2 separate regions of the Mus musculus genome follow, and region 1 is linked to region 2. Evidence: chromatin contacts called from public Hi-C data. All regions are on one chromosome and are shown on one strand. Each heading gives the region's core, a stretch centred on a gene start, on an enhancer-like site or on the middle of the called end of the contact. The rest is flanking DNA. Distances are from core to core; before and after follow the strand shown. Region 1 overlaps Pik3r1 (phosphoinositide-3-kinase regulatory subunit 1). Region 2 overlaps Gm36427 (a long non-coding RNA gene).

The links. Hi-C and Micro-C count contacts between places; a contact is called where the count stands out from the background.
Region 1: a contact with region 2 is called in a Hi-C map of double positive thymocytes, with 2.2 times the contacts expected there. The contact joins two enhancer-like sites. A contact is called at or near these places in 1 of 484 Hi-C or Micro-C datasets (double positive thymocytes) and 1 of 115 datasets of contacts at active chromatin or transcription factors (kidney).

What each region holds. Positions count from the first base shown.
Region 1 is chr13:101,709,173-101,713,525 of GRCm38.p6, forward strand. It overlaps Pik3r1 (phosphoinositide-3-kinase regulatory subunit 1), which reads right to left. Exons shown (of 16, transcript NM_001077495.2): 3 at 478-570. Among named protein-coding and RNA genes, the nearest start is that of Pik3r1, 57 kb to the right of the region's middle. Within about 2 kb of position 2,344, at least 33 of the 459 cell types and tissues checked have an H3K27ac peak or open chromatin away from gene starts, as enhancers often do. A contact at or near this core is called in double positive thymocytes, where this site is marked.
Region 2 is chr13:101,283,960-101,288,146 of GRCm38.p6, forward strand. The region is part of intron 2 of Gm36427 (a long non-coding RNA gene); the gene reads right to left. All of the region lies in intron 5 of 4933416M06Rik (RIKEN cDNA 4933416M06 gene), which reads left to right. Among named protein-coding and RNA genes, the nearest start is that of Gm36427, 20 kb to the right of the region's middle. Within about 2 kb of position 1,957, at least 9 of the 459 cell types and tissues checked have an H3K27ac peak or open chromatin away from gene starts, as enhancers often do. A contact at or near this core is called in double positive thymocytes, where this site is marked.

The sequences.
Region 1 (4,353 bases), core at 1,094-3,593, 430 kb after region 2:
AGTGGACTATTAAAGAGCAGGATCTTAATAATCATCTTTATTAAATTATAAAGAATTGAATAGCTCTCACATAGTAAGCACATATTAGTTTTTGAACAGTGGTTCTCTACCTGTAGAACACGACCACTTTGGTGGGTGTTGCCTAAGACCATAGGAAGACATAGATATTTACAATATGATTCATAGCACAAGCAAAACTACAGTCATGAAGAGGCAATGAAAATAATTTTATGGTTGGATATCACTACAACGGTATTAAAGGGTCTCAGCATTAAGAAAGTTGAGAACTACTCACTGACCTAGAGTTAGAAATTATTAGCCAGGATTTCTTCCCAGTACAGATTCCCCATACAACTAGTGCGTGGATAACATAGCCTCTATCCACAGCAGTTAGTAAGACAGTCATATAACGAGTGGCCCAGAGATACTTATAAATTATAACAGTCATGAAATAAAACTTGTAAGAAGTCTGGTTACCTTTCTTCTCAATGGCTTCCAGGAGCTTTATAAGGAGAGGCGGGGCAACATCAGGAGGGGCAAACTGCTCGGCCAGGTCAGGAAGGGGCAACGCTGAAAGAGAAAGATTTCCAACATTAGGTTTCATGCAAGGCAGTCAAGCGCATTCAAACACAATGAAGAATAGTTAAATACAAGTAATTTAATTATTCCCAACCATAGGAAACTGGAGTCTCCTAAAGGGATTCCTATGCCAGGCTGCACAGTGCTGGGGCCCCAGAGACATATGTGTTGTTTCCTTCCAGAGAGAACTCTCTGAATGCTCACCAAGAATCCCAGAATCCCCTAGCAACGGGCTTCTGATGTTCTCCCCTCTGGGGCATCTTTCCAAGGACAGACTGCCCTATGTTAGGGCACCTCGGAGTACAGGCTGGGCCTAGGTGGAGGAGCTCCAGGCTAGCCTAGAGCTTGCATGTTCAGGGAGAATAAAGAGATGATGCTTCAGCCCCATGTCCTGAACACAACCAGGGAAGTCCAGAGACTCTGAAAGCAAGTCTGGCTTCTACATTATTATGAAAGAACTGTTGCTCAGGTAGGCGAGACTAGATAAAATCTTGAGATAGGCTGTTACCATGGTACATGGTCCATAACTGATATATCTGACTTCCTAGTAGCTTGGTGTTCTTTTGTGCCCTTGCACTGAGTTCTATCAATGCCAAGGTATCACTGCAAGCCAACACAAATGACCACTGGCCACCCAACAGCAAATTTAGCCCCTGTGTAAATGTTGTCAAAAATCTTTGCTTGCATATGCATGCATACACACACATACACACACACACACACACACACACACACACACACGTGCGCGCACACACATATGTGTGTATGTGTGTGTATATATTTATATATATACATATATATATATTTGTGTGTGTGTATACATATATATATATATATATATATATATATGGGTAGGAAAAGAGAGACTTCAAATGGTTTTAAGATTTATTTCATATTATGTGTATGAGTGTTCTGCTGGCATTTATGTATATGATGTATATGCACCACTTGTGTGCCTGGTACTTTTGAGGAAAGACAATGCATTAGATTCCCTGGAACTGGAGTTACAGATGTGGGTGCAGGGAACTAAACCTGGATCCTCTGTAAGAGCAACAAATGCTCTTAACCAAGTATTGTGATATGCTGTGTCTTCATATGTTATGTGAATATTTTACCAATGGCAACAATACAAACGATCAAATAGGATGACAATCTCAAATGCCTCCCTCTGACAACATTACAGTGATGACCATGTTCTTATTCAGAAAGGGGGTGGGGGTGGCTGAAGTAAAAGTAGTTTTCAAAACTATGCCAGAAGAGGGAGCTAAACATTTCACCTTAAATTTCTCAAACTCCAAAATACAGGTTGTGAATCTTAATGACGACATCTTCAGGAGTAACTTGTCTGTCATTAATGCATAAGTTCAGGTGTTTATAATTAGCTAGAACAGACAGTTCATATACTCCTAGAAACACTAAATGGTCATAATTAGGTTTCAGCGCTGCAAATATTATAAGTTGTATATGATGTTAAGAAAATTCCTAACTAAACCCATTGTAAGTACTAAGGATCAGCACTGATAATGGCAGTGCAGGACTGTAATCCAGCACTTGGGAGGCTACAGCTGGAAGGTTACAAGGTAAGAGACAGCCTGGGCTATCTCCTAACAAAAGACCTTGGCTAGAAGAAGGCAAACATGCAAAAGACACATACACACATACCACACACACATAGACACATACACGCACGCACACACACACACCAGCAGCAACAGCTGCAAAGGGCAAACCATTTCATTTCCTTTGATAAACTTTAAACCACTTCCCTTGACTTCAGAGTTTCAGCTCACAGCAGTATCCTCTCCCACAAATACCTTCCCTTCTACATGGAACAAAATGAAGGTCATCCTGTCCACATACATATGTACAGAAGAAACTGAAGACAAAGAGAAGAGCTACCCATCAGGATTCAGTACAGGGTCTTCCTGCTAACAAGCCTCAGCACAGCCCAAATCCCAAACCCAAGGGTAAGTAGTAGAGACACACACCCCTACCGCACTCACATAACTAATCCTCAAGTCCTCTCCCCTTCACATGTAACACAAGCATTTTTCATCGGAAAAAAAAAAAAAAAACCCACTGGCACAGAGATCGGAATTGCTTAATAAAGTTTATCTCTTTCCAAAATCTTATCAACTCGATCATTTCCATGGGCAAATATAAAAACTAAATTAAATGATAATTAAAAATTTCATGTAACTATTATTGAAATATGCACCCAACAGTTGCTGGCTGGGCAAGTGCTTGCACACACAGGAGGTTTCTATCTTCCTCTACTTCAGCTGAAAAAAAAAACAAAAAACAAAAATCAATATCCTGAGCTACAGAGTGTCTCCATCTCACAACTAGACTACTGCTAGATGAGGTCTCTGAAAGCCACTGTAGTGAGAACACTGGCCTTTTCAAAGCACTGTGCACATAGAGGGGGAGGAAGAGTTCTCCTTTTTTGTGCCGTATCGAGGAGATACCCAGCTGAATTTTTTAATACCGAAGAAGCTAGATTGGGCAAAGGTATGACTCACAACAGCTGATGGAGATTGCGCAAGGGGAACTTGACAGGGCAAACTTTACAAGGTAAGACAATGAAAACAACAACAATTCTAGGATGTCCTACTCCTTGGTAGAAGGTCTCTCACTCGGCACGCTTCCTCTCAGAAATATTCAGGCTTGGATGCTACGGCCGTTCCGATTGCCTGCTTTAGACAATGGGGACCATCCCTGGAATTCTAAACAGCACTCTAAAACAAGTGTTACTTTCTTACAACAATTCTAAGCCTAACTATTCTCTAACCCCATTAAATACACATGTAAGACCTATATTTCTGTCCGTAGATTTCATCGTAAGTGATTCCAGCAGGAAGTAAGTAGCTAGGGATGACTAACAGGCTAACTGTTCCCTGTCCATGATGAAGCATCAAATCAAACTCTGATAAAACAAAATGGTACCAAAAATTTCAATAAAAACAAACAAACAAACAAACAAACAAACAAAAAACCCTACAGAATATACAGGTTGGGGCTGCCAAGCAAAACCCAAATTAGCAGGCTGAACATTTCCATTTTACATATACATTCCATTCGATGCAATTCTCCAGACAGTCTGCTTCTGAATCAGAATGCACTTGGGGTTGGAAGCTTGCCCTACTGCGTTGTCTAAGGGCTGCAGAGCTACAATCCTTCTTCCGCATCTGGAAGTATCTGTAGATTTCCTGACACACCCAAGCCCAGTCTCTCACTTAGCCAAATCATTTTTCATCAGAAAAAGTTAATGTTGTGCAAGGAAAAAGGAAAAAGAAAACAAAGGAAGAAGAGTCGAAAGGTCTGAGAAGAGTGAGTCTAAACTAGTATGTCTAATTGCTAAGGAAGGCAGGTAGGCTAGCCTTCCACACTTACAAGAACTCCGGTGAACCAGGAGCCCCAGGTCATAGAAGAAATTACTCATGCGACGTTGGAGGCAGCATGTTCTGTTTGCTCTTTCTGCGGACCCTGGGGACAGCCAATCACAGAACAGAAGAGAACCTCTCTCCAACCTGAAGCCCTTCCCAGACTACTGAAGTGGGCAAGCCTCAACACTCCTGGGCACCAGAGGTGTGTGGGAGATAGGAGCATTCTGTGCTCTAAGTGGTGCCAGCGCTACCAAGTGCAAGATGAAACCAACACACAGCTGCAGCTCCTGGAGGCGTTCTCCATTAAAAAAAAAAAATTAAAAGAAAAGAAAAAGACATTTTAAAGTTAGTGCCTGGCAGGAGCGAGTGGAAAGTTTAAGCGGAAACA
Region 2 (4,187 bases), core at 707-3,206:
GAAATATTAGACATTAATTTTTATCAGTATCTAACACTTGAGAGCTATGGAACATCTGATATTATCTGAGCTCCAACTCAGAATAATTTATTCCACTTTCCCTCCGATCCTGTAATTCATCCCTGTGACTATGTCTTGATAGATTTTGAGCACAGCACTTACTGTCGCGGTGAGTCCTCTTTGTCTTGACTCTGTTTTATGCATGGCAACTTGTGCATGTCAGCACTGATCTACACCCTGTCTCTGACTTCATGGTCTTTATTCAAATCCATTCTGCTCAGAAAACCAAGTAGCTGTGTTCACAAGTTCCATCTGTTGAGAGTTTTGCTGTGACTAGGTTTGATGGAGATGACTGACCCAAAGGAAAGGGCCCATATTCTCATGTTTTGTCTCACGACTGGCACAGGAATGCTGAGGGGAGAGGGTGCCCAGATAGGCCTGTAGGGCTTGAGGGTGATAGGGAAGGGCAAGAATAGCCTTGTAACCTAAAAAGTAAGCCAGGCCAGGGTTGAGGATAATTGTCCCTGGCAGACTAGATTTGCCTGCTATCCTTTACTCCAACTGCTGAATTAAACATTTAGAGAAAAATGACAAATGCAGAGTTCAGGTTCTTTAAGCCTAGGGACCATTGCTGTTTGTGCTAATTAATCAATCCCTGTGGTGGGGTTGCTTTAATGTTCACTATTACTTAGTAGCCTCCCTAGCCAGCCCCCAGGAGATGCCAGTAGCACCGTGCTACGCCTATATGTAGATTAGGAGACAGAAGTCACCCTTACTTGAGAACCACTGGGCAAAGTAAATGAGAATAAAAATTTGCCTTTGGCTTATCAGTGGCATTATTAATGGGTTGTTGTTTGACAGTATTTACTGAGGCTCTGTTGCATACCAGGAACTAACATTTTCACTCAACTATTGCTCAGAAGTGTTTGTCTGTCCTATTAGGGACAAAGTCTGGCGTATGGATTCACGAACAGGCAAATTTCTGCCCCATGGGGCTTTTGTTCTAGTGGAAAGACAAGTGTGCTAAGAAGAATCATACAAACCTAAAATTGCAAGTGCGGTAAATGGAGGTGTGTTAGTTATGTTTCTGTGAAAAAGGTGAGGCAGTAAACAGATGGACAAGGGTCTATTTTGGCTCCCAAGGTGGGTATTTTAGTCAAGGTCATTTTGCTCCTTTGCCTTTGTGCCTGTGCTGGGCATGCCCAGGAGGGCATGCAATGGAACCAAGTCATTTGCTTTATGCCAGGGAACAAAAAGAAAGATCACAAGGAGTTGGGATTCTACTGTGTGCTGGGAAAACACACACCCCCAGCAATCTAAGACATCCTCCTATTCGGCCATAGACATTAAAGATGTAGCACCTTCTAATGGCACTGAGCTGGGGACCAAGCGTTTTAGATCCCAAATACTTTACTGCAAGAGACCTTTAGGACCTATGCTTGGAGAGCAATTTCCCAAGGTTTTCCCACAATATGGGCTCTGTTTTGAGAGCATCTCATGCATTCACTCATGGGCTAGTGTAACAACCCCATGATATAGATATTAGTCACAGCTGCTTCATAGAAAAGGAATCTCAGCGGACAAAAGTGATGTGAATGATAAGTGGTAGAGTTTGGATTTTGAACCTAGATGGTTGTCATCCAAACCCAAATTTTAGTTACTACCTAAGGTGAGGTGAAGAGAAATCTGAATGATGAGGAGATTCCAACTGGTTGAAGCAGAGGAGTGAAATTTTGTTCCAAGACAGTGGGAAGAAGCAAATGGATAAACTTGGAGCAAAAAGGTGGACATCTGCTGGAAAGTCGCCATGGCTGGAGGTAGTGTTTGGATGGAGGGTACAAAAGAAGATGGGTAGCAGCCATGCTATCCTGAGACAAAGGTGGTGGGGTTGGAGGTTTCAGATACAACTAGGTCACTAAGCGCATGTTCCCTTCATGACATCTGGTGATCTCGGCTTGAGGACAGGAAATCTCATCTATTGTGGTTTGTACTGTGTGTGCAGACACAGAGACGACTCCATGCCTCACAACAGCAAGTCATTCCTTAACTTCAGAATGCTCTGTTCTCTGTTTATTGTCTCTCACGCCAAACCCAACTCACCCTTGCATCGTGCCCACCTCTCAACTCTGCAGTTCTGCTCTGGGACACTGTGCTTGTGGCCACTGATAGGAGTCACCCTAATTAAAGTAGCTGGCAGATAGGTGTCCTATATGTCTGGTCCCCTGTAAAGGTATCCACTCCCCAGCTGTCTCTGTGGTGGAGCTAGGGCTGTGTGCTTGGCCTTTGTCTATTCTCTTGGAGATAGTGTATTCACCCTCTAGGTAAACTTCATACTAATGTCATTTGAATGTTAATGTGCAGTTGGACAATGTCTCGTGCACTATGCCCCCATTCTCTGGGGATTAGGTTGAGCAGGGCTTCTTGCTAGGTTTAATCACACGTTTCGTTGCTGCAGAGACTTGCCACGGTGTTGGCTGTGTCCCTTTATACCATCCAAAATGCTCCGCAGCACTAACCAAATTGAAATGAGCCCCTTCATCTTACACACATACAGATAATTAAACTTCAAACACTGTTTATCTTGGTCCCCAAATCCTCAGAATGCAGAAGCAAATTAATTTTAAATCTATATCTGCTTTAAATAGTAATTGTTTAATCAACAGGCTTGATGTATAATTATATTCTTTGTTCATGCTCCTTGCAGGCTTGAATAGACCACATAATTCCTGGGTTGCTTTCATTTCTGTAATTAAATCACGTGACAGATACTTGCTATATTACAGTTGACTACAGTTGCTTCTCTCCTACCCCCTTTTAGCTTAGAGACGGTTTCTCGGGAACACTTGGATCACAAGCGCTCAGCTTACCGAGGCCCTCCCAGTATTCAGCTTTAATCCTTCCTCTTCGATCAACTAATAATTTACTTAGGAGCAATCGATTTTACCGGTGCTTTATCCTTTCAAAGTTGAGGCTTCTTGCCCTTCCTTTGAACTCATTCCTCGAACCTCCCTTGACGGCATAGAAATTACCTACATAAACCCACAGAAGTCATAGTATCCAGATAGATGTTATATTTAAGGCCCAAACTGCACAAAAAATAACATTCTGGGATTTTTATTTTATCTTTTTAACCATCTGGGACTTCAGGAAGAAAAAAGGAAGCAACTTTCATTATTAGAAGGGGTGACTTTGGCTCCAAGAATTTATTTTACTCGCCTGGATTCATCCCATAAAAACGAGAACTGGACACTAGATAATTAGGTCAATGCTGGAATCTATTCTCTAATTGGAATTTGTTTGTCCCACACAATATGCCTGATTTTCTTTGGGTCTGTGCTGGAAATGTGATTGCTTAAGCCAATCTGGCTCTCATTTCCTCTGTCCATCACAGCCTCCAGCTCATTATCCCTCTGATTTGCTTTCCTCGAGTTCTTACAGTTTTTAATAGTTTTCTTATCTAGGCATGCAAAAGTGGTAAAGCATTGTTGATCTTGGAACAATCAATACTGTAAACATTGGCAGGAGTGATTGGAGGTCGGGGGGAGAGAAAGAGGAGAGAGAGAGATAGAGAAAGAGAGGGAGAGAGACAGAGAGAGAGAGAGAGAGAGAGAGAGAGAGAGAGAGAGAGAGAGAGAGAGAGAACATCATCTCAAATAGCAGCACTGCAGAGGAAGGACACTTAATGCTCATAGCAATCAGATGGTTTCTTCCTTCACCCTTCAGGACTACATCCAAGCTGGTACTTAAGTTGCACTCAGTTCTGAGCCAGTCAGTCCTGGGTCTCCTTCACTTTTTTTCATCTATTATTCCCTTTCCCACCCCAGGATTATCTGTGGTTCCAACGAGTTCCTCTTACCTCTCCAACTCTGTGCTTCCTGGGCACTGTCTGGACTTTCTGCTTTGAGCTAGCTGTGTACAATTATGATTTTCAACATCATTTCCTATCCCTATTCTGTGATTGCCAGATTTTTATTCCCTCATTCTTTTGGATATTTGTGGAGTACATTTCAAATTGTACCCGGGGAATTACTTTCTGCATTTTTTCATTTGCCTTTCTACATCATCCTTGCAAATGCTGAATTAAATGCATGCTATAGTCACAAATGAGTAATTGCCCTGTATTAGCAGATCTATGATATATTTTGCTGGAGAACTCTGCACTGAATTTTTTTTTCCTTCTCTTTACC